2 separate regions of the Zea mays genome follow, and region 2 is linked to region 1. A link is a contact called in public Hi-C data. All regions are on one chromosome and are shown on one strand. Each heading gives the region's core, a stretch centred on a gene start, on an enhancer-like site or on the middle of the called end of the contact. The rest is flanking DNA. Distances are from core to core; before and after follow the strand shown.

The links. A called contact is a pair of places that touch in the nucleus more often than the background predicts.
Region 2: a contact with region 1 is called in a Hi-C map of endosperm, with 10 times the contacts expected there. The contact joins the enhancer-like site here to the promoter of LOC606409 in region 1. A contact is called at or near these places in 9 of 25 Hi-C or Micro-C datasets (bundle sheath, ear, endosperm and 3 more) and 2 of 3 datasets of contacts at active chromatin or transcription factors (leaf and seedling).

What each region holds. Positions count from the first base shown.
Region 1 is chr4:16,195,486-16,201,673 of Zm-B73-REFERENCE-NAM-5.0, forward strand. LOC606409 (protein disulfide isomerase) reads right to left here and starts at 3,196. Exons shown (of 10, transcript NM_001112284.2): 1 at 2,958-3,196; 2 at 2,332-2,362; 3 at 1,940-2,227; 4 at 1,645-1,833; 5 at 1,380-1,505; 6 at 50-187. The coding sequence starts at 3,142.
Region 2 is chr4:16,264,470-16,269,891 of Zm-B73-REFERENCE-NAM-5.0, forward strand. LOC100281721 reads right to left here. Exons shown (of 10, transcript NM_001154641.2): 8 at 4,851-4,936; 9 at 4,534-4,770; 10 at 3,224-4,356. The coding sequence ends at 3,576. Among protein-coding and RNA genes, the nearest start is that of LOC100281721, 22 kb to the right of the region's middle. Within about 2 kb of position 1,457, at least 18 of the 20 cell types and tissues checked have an H3K27ac peak or open chromatin away from gene starts, as enhancers often do. A contact at or near this core is called in bundle sheath, ear, endosperm and 4 more, where this site is marked.

The DNA of each region.
Region 1 (6,188 bases), core at 1,946-4,445:
AACACTACCTTAAAAAGACATCACGCAGAAGGGGAAGTGAGAATCAAACCTGGAAGGCACCCTGGCTGGCTTCGATGTCACCAATAAGGAACTTGATTTCCTTGTCCTTGAATTCCTCCGCGGCAGCAGAGTAGGCAGACTTGAAAGAATCAAAAGGTCCGGTGGAGAAGTTCAAAAACAGCATAGCCTGCCAATCATTTGGTGTCACAGAACAGTGAAAATAGTCAGTGATGAATATTTTAAAACCATTTCGCAAGTGCAATGCTGTTTCCCAAGACGCCACTGTTTCCCAAGACGAGCTGGGTACGCCTGGACACACCTAGGTGACGCCTTTGAAACACTGCTGTAAACATCCTTTTCCAACCCACAAGAATTATAGCTTCATTAAAATATGGCTAGAACAAGTTGTTATGCAAAACCAAAAAGGTCAACGATGGCACTAGAAATATACTACTTCATAATTAAGAGACTCAAGACTCCAAATTGTCAAGCATTGCATTCAATACAGTTATGCTGCGTTCGGATGTATGCATTGAGCCTTGGAATTAGGAATGGGCATTGAAACCCCTGTATGCCAGCTGTTTGAATGTCCTAGAATACGGAACTAGAAATGGACTCCAATGCCAACCGGTATTCATCAGGCAATCGACCACATGCCCTCCATACCGAGCGATATTCACTGGAATCATGCATTCGTCCTCATCCCGTCTCCTCGCCTCTCTGTAAGCACCGCTATGTAATCGTGCATTCATCCTCATCCTGTCCCCTCGCCTCTCTGTCAGCACCGCCCTTCCCTCTCCTCCGCCGGCGAGTTGTGTGTCTTCTCCCCCTTCCTCCGCCGGCGTGCCACACGGCTGCTCCCCCGCCTCCCTCCACATGAGGGCCCCTCCGTGGTGAGCCTAGCACCCCTCTGCCAGCGGACACCAGCCTCCCCCCCCCCTCCGGTGCTACGGATCCGGGAGGGGCGCGTGGATCCAAGAGGGGCAACACTACTCTCCTATGTGCGGCAATAGCAGTGAGGGGTTGCCCGAGTAGTGGTCACTTATCAGCCAAGGTGGAAGAAGAGGACAAATACAGAAAATTGAAATGAGTCCCTTCCTAAGATTCCAAACTCCAATACAATGACACAGACATACAAACAATAGAATTGGATTTGCATTCCATTCAACACCATGGCTGATTTGGTATTGAATCCAATTCAATTACATGCCCTCCAACATCAACATCCAAACGAAGCATTATGGCACACTAAAGCAAGTTGGATGCAGGCATGGTAGCTTGTGATCAAATGAGTTGATATCCAGTAGTAACTGAAGTTATAAAAATGGCCATGTTAACCAACAAATGGCCAAGTTATTAAAAAATGACATGTTGTTTACCTTGGGGGCTGAGCTTTGGAAGAATTTCATGAGGTATGGGTGGTTGTCAGGGTTCTTGTCAAAAGTGACAACTCTAGGGATGGTGCTAGCATCAATAAACTTCATCAGTGCAGCGACATCAAAATCCTGCACAATGTAACAGCATTGTGTCACTAGTGACAAACTCACATGATATTTGCATAGATGGTAAGCATAATTACAAGTATGAAATAAATGGGCGCTCCAATAACTACAGCCAAAATGTAACAAAGAATGTGAGTAAAACCTTGCTGTCAACAACAAGCTCATCAAATGGCTTCAGCAGCCTGACCAATGGCCGTTCCACTGCTGCATCACCACGTGGGAGGTGGTTGGCATGCAAAGTGTGGCCAAAGTCGTAGTCAGACCTCAGCTTCTCTGCGACCTCCATGAAGTTTGTAAATTCGGTGCCGCTGAATTCAGCGAAGATACCAACCTGTAAAATTGCAATTATTATGTACAATCAGTTGGCCTGATCATCATAATACAGATTAAGTGATTACTGAATAAAAACAGGTGAAAACTTTGAATTGGAAGCTTACAATGTAGATCTTCTTGTCATCGATAAGGGCCGTCGCATCTTCTGGTGACTTGATCTCCTTGGACGCAGGGCCAACCTGCTTCTTCAAGTAATCCACAATGCCATCAGCCTCCCTAGGGCCCTTGTATTCCTGAATGTTCTTCCCCTGGTCCCTGAATATCTTGATGGTTGGGAACCCTTGGATCTCGTACTTGGTAGCAAGCGGCCTGTTCTTCTCCTCGTTAGCATCAACCTTAGCGAGAACAATCGGTGGGTCATGCTTGCTAAGTGCCTTGGCCGCATTCTCATACTGAAACATCAAAGAAAACACAGTTTAGCTTATGGGATTAAACCAATCAGAACACAACCCATGTGTAAGTAAAGGTAGTGATTACAGAGTAGGAGATCCATTACCTCTGGAGCAAGTTTCTTGCAGTGCCCACACCTGCAGGTTCGATTTGACAACATTAGCTATAACAATTTAACTAATAGAGATGATTTACCGATAGCAACAGTAATCACACAGAAGTAAGAGTGTAAGACAACAGTGAAGTTCAAACTTGTAAGTGTGTCCTAAAAGTAGTCACACAGAAGCAACAGCACATGAGTACAGTTAAGTGCGGACATGATTCTTAAACATGACAAAAAAAAGGCACCGCACAGACGTCAAATCAAGCACACCAACCGCAGAAAACGAACAAAACCCACGATTCATCACCCTTGAGCCATCGAGTAACCAGACCAAACAAGGAATCGACGAAAACAACAGCTAGCACTACTCGTCTAAAGTCTTGGCCTGGAACTTCGAGCTGCCGCGCGCGTGAGAGAACAGTAAACAAAAACAAATCCACGCGAAGAACAGCGACCAAATCAGTGCGAATTAGACACCAGACGCCGCGTAACAACATGAAAAAAAAACAACCCGAGCACAAGTCCAGCATCTGAAAAGAACGCCCACGCATCACTCCATACCCACAGCCTAATCCCCGATCCGAGATCTACCCGTACTGCTAGAAGAATCGGTCAAGCTGGGGGCTCACCAGGGGGCGTAGAACTCGACGACCATGAAGGGGTGCTTGGCGACGGCCTCGTCGAAGCTGTCGACGTCGAGGGTGAGCACGGCCTCGCCCTCCGCGGCGGCGGCGGGCTCCTCCTCCGCCCGGGCGGAGAGCGCGACGGCCAGCGCGAGCAACAGCGAGATCCAGGCCTTGGAGCGGATCGCCATGGCGGAGCAGCGGAGTGTGGCCCGGGTCAGATTTCGTCCGGAGGGGTGAGACACGAGGCAGCACGCTGCTGCCGGGGGATTTAAGGGCGGCGGGGCACGCGAGGAGTCCACAGTGAGGGACTGGACTGGGACTGGCGCCCCGGGTCCACCAGGGCCTGGGCTGCGGGTCCCCTCCGCCCGCGCAGGTCACGAGATATTTGCAGGCCACGTTTGCAGTTGGGTCCCTGTGGTTATCGCGAATAGCTTGAATAATCGCGTCATTAAGAGGCGCTAAAGACGGTGGGTAGGAAAAGACCGCGTTGCCTGTTTTTTTAGGATGTAATTGATAAAAGTTAAGGGGGCTAAACAGTGGGCGGTCGGTCCTAACTCCTAAACGCGCCGCCGGGTACACGGTGGCGGGCGGCCACGTACATGGGCGGGGCCTGGGCCAATCGCGGGACTCCACGTCACGGATGTGACATGCCCACGGCCTCTGATTAGCCGCGCGACGTGGGGGCGGGGGGTGTTTGGTTTACTTCGTATGAATGTTTAAATAATATATATATAATAGTATGTACTTATAAAACTAATTGTACAAACAAACGAGACAAATTTATTAAATATAATTAAATCTATATTGAATATTTGCAATTGATATTCAAATATTTGATGCGGTAGGACAGAGATGGCAATGTGTACGGGTATGATTAAATAATCATGGATCATTATCCATTGGATTGGGTATGGTGGAATTTTTTATCTACGGGTACGGTTATGGATATAATAAGGTATCCGCGGATATTTTTTCACGGGTATGGATATCCAGTATCCACACCTATTATCTGATGGATATCTAACATGTGGACCATCCAGATTTAATATATTATCCTAAATTATCATTTTTCAATTTTTATTCATGGCGTGTTGTTTGGTGTTGAAATTATCATTTCATACTGTTAGAATGATAATTTTTGGAATGTGATAAATTGTTGTTTGGTGTTGAATGCTAAAGTTGTAGTGGACGGAGGTAACTGGTATCTGCCGGATAGTGCATACCCGGCGGGTACGGGTATGAATACAGATCCATACCTACGAACGTTTATGGTTACAAATATGAGTTGGGTTTTGTTTCGTAGTTATGGATTCGCGAAGTATATATCCGTATACTACCCACTCGATTGTAATTTGTAGATATAGACCAGTTCAGTGAGAGTATCGTGGTGAACATCAACATCATATGTAGTATAGGGTCAAATTAAATACGGTGTTTTATACAAAGATGCGGTTCCTTGAATGGTTAACTTTTCAAGGTGGATATAGGGTGTGTTTGGTTTAGCTTTTGGCTTTGGCTTTTGCCCCCTAAAAGCCAAAAGCCAACCAAAGGGTTGGATTTAGGAAGCAGCTTTTTCTAAAAGCTGACTTTCTCGCAGTGCAAAACTGAAAGCACCCCTGGACCTGCTTTTAGTGGCTTTTGGATGAAACTGTGAAAACATATATCGAAGAACTTTTAACGACTTTTAGTGGTTTCCATCAAACAGTTTTTAGCTTTTTAACAACTCACAGCCTACAGCAGTTTTTTCCACAGCTCACAGCCCACAGCAACTTTTTTCACAGCCACAGCCCAACCAAACAGACCCATAGTACATTATCGGGTTGTTTTTTTTTTTACAAGAAGGTATATTGTCGTTGACTGTTCACGTGCGAGCATATACGGATCGATCACGATTCACAACTCGTGAATCACGAGACCTGATCCTGATGGCTGATGCAGCTTGTGTGTGACAGCTAATCATGCATAGACAGCGAGGTAGGTACAACTCTGAGCTCTTGATCGATTTTTTAAGTATAAAAAGCAGCTAAAAAACTATATAATATAACTTTGAGCCTCCAGATCATAAATATAATTCAGAAATTATAGAGTCATGTAGATACATGCTCTTCTATTTTTCTAGTTGAAGCTAGTCTCTTATATTTTTTCGGTTAACCTCTAAAACCAACCAAAAATCATATATTAAGATCTTGTTCAGTTATTTCCATTACACATGGATTAGATGAAATTGGAAAAAATTAAGAAATTTGACTTTCTTTGAATTTAAACCACCAAATCCATATGGATTGAGAGCGATCCGGACAAAATTAAATAGGGTTGTACATGTCCTAATAGACGATCCATCAATATCGTGTTAACCATTATTATACATAGTATATATAGACATATAGTCGCCAATCAACATCAAATCTCATCGAGCAGAAACTAAATAGTCCGAATAAAGTGTTCTTCTGTTCTTGGATTACCGAAATTCTTTACGCGCAGAAACACAGAGAAGCGAGCAGGGAAGTCACGGGGACTGGGAGCATAGTAACATTTCAATATGGGAGGTGAGATCCGATAGATTCTCAACTTCTATTCGGTGGCCGAAATGGAAGCGCATCAAGGGCGAGTCGAGATTCTCGTAAAGTGCGCGCTCAAATCCGGACAAAACTATGTACTAGTATTTGCTACATATTGTGCTGTAAAGAAAAGTGTCCCATGATTTTTTGTTGTCAGATTAGCAACGCACCAAAGGTTGACGCTGTACATTTTTGTTCGCTTACTAACGGTAATAAAGTAGCTAGGCGGTTTCTTTTTGTTGTTGTTCTGTAAATGACGACACCAGCCTCTCCCTCTCGTTTGCTCTACCACCAGAGAGAGAGAAAAAAGGCCAGCCATGCACAAACAAAGTACTAGCAGGCTTTGCTCATTCTTTGCATTTGGCTCTCCAGATTAGGTATTGCTCAATTCGACTGTGGATTCCAAAATGCATTTACACTCACTGGACAATGGTATTAACGTGATTGCCGTATTTTTCTTATTCTTTTTTAGTAGATTCGTATGCCATTTACACTTTTAGGACTCTCTTAGAACCCAGAAATTTAATAGGAATGTGTCGGTACCTTAAAACAGGGGTATCCTCTTCTATAGTGTGAAGACGCTACACCCGTACGACACCTCCAGGTCACACGGAGAGCGGCACCCGACCCCACCACATGGGCAAGCCTAAGGGCACTACGTGGCGAGGAAGGATAA
Region 2 (5,422 bases), core at 207-2,706, 67 kb after region 1:
CGCATTTAATGCGCTGCAGGTAGCCGTTGGCGCCGAAATATCCGTTGCTCCGTTGTCACACCGGACAGTCCGGTGAATTATAGCGGACTAGCCGTTGCGAATTTCCGAAGCTGGCGAGTTCCTGAGGCGCCGTTCCTTGGAGCACCGGACACTGTCCGGTGTACACCGGACAGTCCGGTGAATTATAGCAGAGCGCCTCTGGATTTTCCCGAAGGTGACGAGTTTGACTGGGAGTCCTCTGGTGCACCGGACACTGTCCGGTGGTGCACCGGACACTGTCCGGTGGCACACCGGACAGTCCGGTGCGCCAGACCAGAGGTGCCTTCGGTTGTCCCTTTGCTCTTTTGTTGAACCCAATACTTTGTCTTTTTATTGGCTAAGTGTGAACCTTTGGCACCTGTATAACTTATACACTAGAGCAAACTAGTTAGTCCAATTATTTATGTTGGGTAATTTAACCACCAAAATTATTTAGGAACTAGGTGTAAGCCTAATTCCCTTTCATGGGGGTTTATTAAGGCTGCCTAGCTTAGCTATGTGATCTGTGGCGCCGAGCTTGATGCTAAGATATGTGGCGACAAGCTAGGTCACGTCACTAATTAGCGTGGCCACAGGCGCCAACGCGTCCCTTTGCTCGGCGCCATGGGCTGTAGCACCGAGACGAATATGGCGCCAAGCAAATGATCCAAAAACGAGATTACTTCCTCCGGAGGGGCAAACGTGAATTTCTTTAGAAAAAAAGGATAAAATACAAAAAATTCGGGTGATGTGTCTCAACATCAGTGCGCTGTGCGTGACCACCATACCTTGGCTAGTGTCCAGGGTTAACCATATCAATTAGGTTTTGTTTGATTACTCTAGTATTTATTTCAATACATATGGATTGATGTGTATTGGGGTGTACGTTAGTTTAACTTACACCTTATTCATGTCTATTGAGGTAAATACTAGAACACCCAAACAAACCTTAAGGACTGAAAACCACTGGTTAGCGCTAACGGTTTCCCGCTCAAAAACAACTGTTTTGGGGGGAACCGATCGGTTTGCAAGTTTAAAATAAAAAACGAGTTTTGTTTGAATCTTTGCGAGAAACCGCGTGTCTCGACGAGAAACCGTTTCTTGATTGAGAAATCGGTTTTTGTCAGTTTCGAATTCAAATTAACTGGTTTTCATCGGTTTCTCAGCGAGAAAACGCTATTTCCATTCTTACATTTTTTCTAATTTTGAATTTTAAACGAACTTTAAAAAACCACTGAAAAACCGTTAACGGTCCGGATCGATAACGGGAAATCGGACCGGTTTTCGAGCGGTTCTGTAATGTCAACCAGCAGGAAGATGGGCGTGACGTGGCTGTTGTACTACTGCAGCACGAGCCAGACACGCGGATAGCGTGCATCGGTGACGGGGCGCCACCGACTGAACGTGACCCCACCAATGCATTTGTTGTGCGTGTGCTATCGGCCTATCGCTGTGCCTGTGCGTGCGTTTGTGTGGGCTGCTGCCGCTACCATGTGTGTGCACTTGGGCTACGGCCGTGAGAGGGCGAAACTCGCGCGGCGGTCCCAGGACAAGCAAAAGATCGAGACGGTGGCAGGCATTTGTTGCATGACTTGCGACCTTGGGTGTATTCCCTACGTGAAAAAAAAAGTTACAAAAAATAAGAGTCTAGAGCACGGTCCGAAACGAAGAAAAATGGATCAGGCCGATACGATGGACCGGGTCTTGAACTGTTACACGAATTAGAAAACTAACGTTTAAATAGCCATGCTCCAATAAGTTATATCTCTTCATAAAAATTATAGAAAACATTGATTTCTCTTTCTAATATTATTTGTTTAATCTAGAGCAAAGTTATGAATGCTTTGAAGATGTATTTTTTAGATATATATAAGCTTTTGGACTGTGTCATGTTTGAGCCGACACGGCACGATCGTAGGCCCACCGTGTTTTAGAACTGAGTCGGGTCTAGATTTTAGTATCTGGACACAGCATAACTCAGCCGAAAATTATTTCTTGTCGTGCTGGCTCGAAAATAATTAGCCAGAACCACGATGGGCCCAGGCGGCCCGCCCCAACTTTCAGCTCTAGGGGTTGATTGGTTGGCTGGTTTTACCGCATCCAGGCTCCCCAAGACTTCTTCGTGATTGGTTGGCCAGAGCAGCATCACAACCTGGTTTACGTGATGATGCCTGCGAGCCTGGCCACGGAGATGCAGAAAAGGTTCTTATTTGTTTAGAGTAGATTTGTTCAAACATCGGGTCGGGTCGGGGCGGGTTAAGGTTGGATCGTGGATCATGTCTGGTTGGCCTGTGACTAGTGTCAGGTCAGGTCTGGTTGGCACGTGCCTCCCTGTTTGACGTGTCGGGTTAGGTTTTTCGGGTTGGGTTAGGTTTTTTGGCTTTGGGTCGGATTTCTTTGGGTTGGATGGGTTTTTTCGTGTTGATCGTGTTTTGAGTAAAAAATTATGATCTATACTTAGCCCGTGAATTATTGCAGGTCAAAAATCATATCCCGTATCCACCCATTGTATTAGTCGGGTTTTTTCGGATTGGTGGGATCGAATTGGTCGGGTGGCGTCTACTCGAGAGGCTGGGCGGCGGCGTGCAAGACGAGACCGATCAATCAACCAAAGCCTGGGCGACATGCACTAGCTCAGTTAAACCTAGTTGAGCAAAACCGGCAACCAAAAATAGGCATCCTGCATGGACATAGCCTGGCTGGTGGGAGCATTCTCGTATGATGCAAATGCGAGCCACGTATTACGCTAATGGACGGACAATGTATATCTCAACTGTATGAATCACGTCTCAAATACTGGCGTCAGTACAGTCTGTACACATGTCGCTTGCTAGCCGCCGAGGCTGGACTGGTGGTACGTGCACAACGGCGCCTGGATCTTGACTATTCGTCAGAGAAGAGAAGGGATTCTTCTGCAAGCGCATGGAATTCCACACGGAGCTCAGTAGCTCACAAGGGAAGTGCCTGCCAGCTGCCAACTGACCAAAAGCGCCTAGCTACCTAACTCGCTGTTCTTCCACGCTGATGAAAATGGGCATTAGCAGTCTACTCTATATCCTATCCGGCCGCAGACCATGGAACTAAAAGTACAGGTTTCCTGCTTAATCCACAACTTGTCCAGCCTGTTGGAAATCTAACTGCAGAGAGCATTGCATTCTACACAGCTTTGTGAAAAATAGGCACCTAATTTATCCAATACCGAAAATAGGAACACCTCATTCCTCAAGTCACAAACTCAACTATGAATATTTGCTGTCGAATCGGGTAACATATATATACACAGCTAAGTGAAAGAAAAAGAAAATGAGAATCGGAAGCCAACGACACAGAAATTTAGGAGCAGCTAACTAGACATCACACACCCAGGATTATGAGCAAGCAACGTTTCTGACATCTGCCACTCTAAACGCAACCAAAACAATTTCCCATGCAATGCAAATATGCAATGAAAACCAGTCTCCAGACGGCCTTATTTCATGGTACCATCTAAAAGCCGCTAACCTGTGAAATGAATATCCGAACGACCCAATGTCCATCCATGCATCGCACGAGTCGTTCTAGCGGGTCCTGCGGCTGTTGGCCGGTTTCGACGGGGACGAAGGCTTGGTCTTTGCGAAGTCGACCAGGTCCTTGAAGAGCGAGTCCTCAGGTTTGGCAGGGCGGGACGCTGCCGGCCGTGCCGCGCTCCTCTCGTTCTCGCTGCTCCGCGGGTTCAGCGAGAGACCTTCGGTCTGTGTCGTCAGTCCATTGTAGCCGCCTTCGTTGCTCCCGCCAGAATACACGTTCTGCTCGAAGTACTGCTGTCTCTGGCCGTACCTCGCCGGAGGCGGCGGTAGGGAACCCGCGGCAGCTTGTGCTTCCCATGGAGCCTTTGGAAGGTCCTCGCCAGACTCCTTAGTAGCTGAAGACGACGAGAAACCAGGAAGAGCAGTTGGGTTTATGAAGTCGTCGTCAGGTAGGCTCTCTTGCCGCTTCACGGATGGGCGGGCTGGCTCCTCATTTGTAGGACGAGAAGGCGCCGAGAAGCTAGGTGCAGTTGGGTTTATGAAGTCGTCAGATACTCTGTCTGGCCTGCCACCATAACTCGGAGGTGGATGTGCTTCTGCCTTTGAATGGGATGATGTGGATATGTTAGCTGGAGCAGTTGGGTTGATGAAATCATCTGAAACCTTCTCTGACTTGTAGGAGTCACCACTAAGATAGTCAACACTGCTTGCCTCGGTATAAACAGGCCTCTTAGATGCTGGTGGTGGAGGAAGAAGTGGGCTTGGGTATGACCTCTCATTTCTTGGAGCAGAGGGCACATTGTTCTGTGCTACTGCACCATCCCTCGCAGACCTAGAAGCATATACTGTACATCAGCCAATAAATAAAAGAACCAAAGAAAAACTTGTATTCTATAGTTTGTTTTACTTTTATATAATCTGACATGATATAACAACACTCCCCCAGACTTCAAAAAACAGTAGCATTTATTAAAATAACTTGTATTACGTTAAAAATCAAACAACTTACCTGCGGGAAAGCACAGAGAACTCGTCTTCTGGTTCATCGTCCTCATGTACATTTAGAAGTGGAGAAAATGAAACCGCAGTGGGCCTAGGTGGGGCAGTCCCTTGGTTGACATTTCCAGAAGCAGGTAAAGGTGCTCCAGTACCAGGAGGGATCCCCTTTGCTATGTCATCATGACGCTGAACAACACGCTGTAACTCATCATTTAGTCCTAGAGCCTGAAATAAAAGGCTCTCGTCGCTGCAGAGACAATAAAGAATGTTCTAATACATCATGGGTGTAAAATACAAAGAAAAAGAAACAATAAAATGAAATCATACCCAGTACTGTTAACAAGATCCATGACACGAGATTGATAGGATCGGCACTGGCCAACAAGGTCAACAATGACCTCCTCCCTTACACCCTACAATATGAAGCCCAATCAGATCAATCCACAACAAAGAGCATCATAAAAGATAAAGAAACAACCAAACAAAGAGACAAAACTACTTTGTCCGAACAAATAAAAAAAATAGACTAAGGCGCTTGTTTAAATGCACTCGTGCTGTTGGGATTCACATTTGTCATGGAAGACCAAAAGCATTTCAACAAGGTAGATTTATGCAAAATGAGACCAACTTCTAGAAAAGATTACAGGGCTCAAGTCTCAATTAAATTTCCTGCACCCTGACTCCTTATGGAAAAGATAGATCATTAGGAGCCCGATGGAAAAGTAAGCCATCACACCACTGAGTTAGTTACACGACATTTCTGTTTGAACAAATATGGTGTCGTTTGGTTCCTGAAATGTAACGTAAATAGTAATGGTAACGATTCACACTTGAATACCGACGGTAACAAATTTGAATAAAGCGGTATCCATTTGTAGTGTGGTATCAGTTACGGTTGG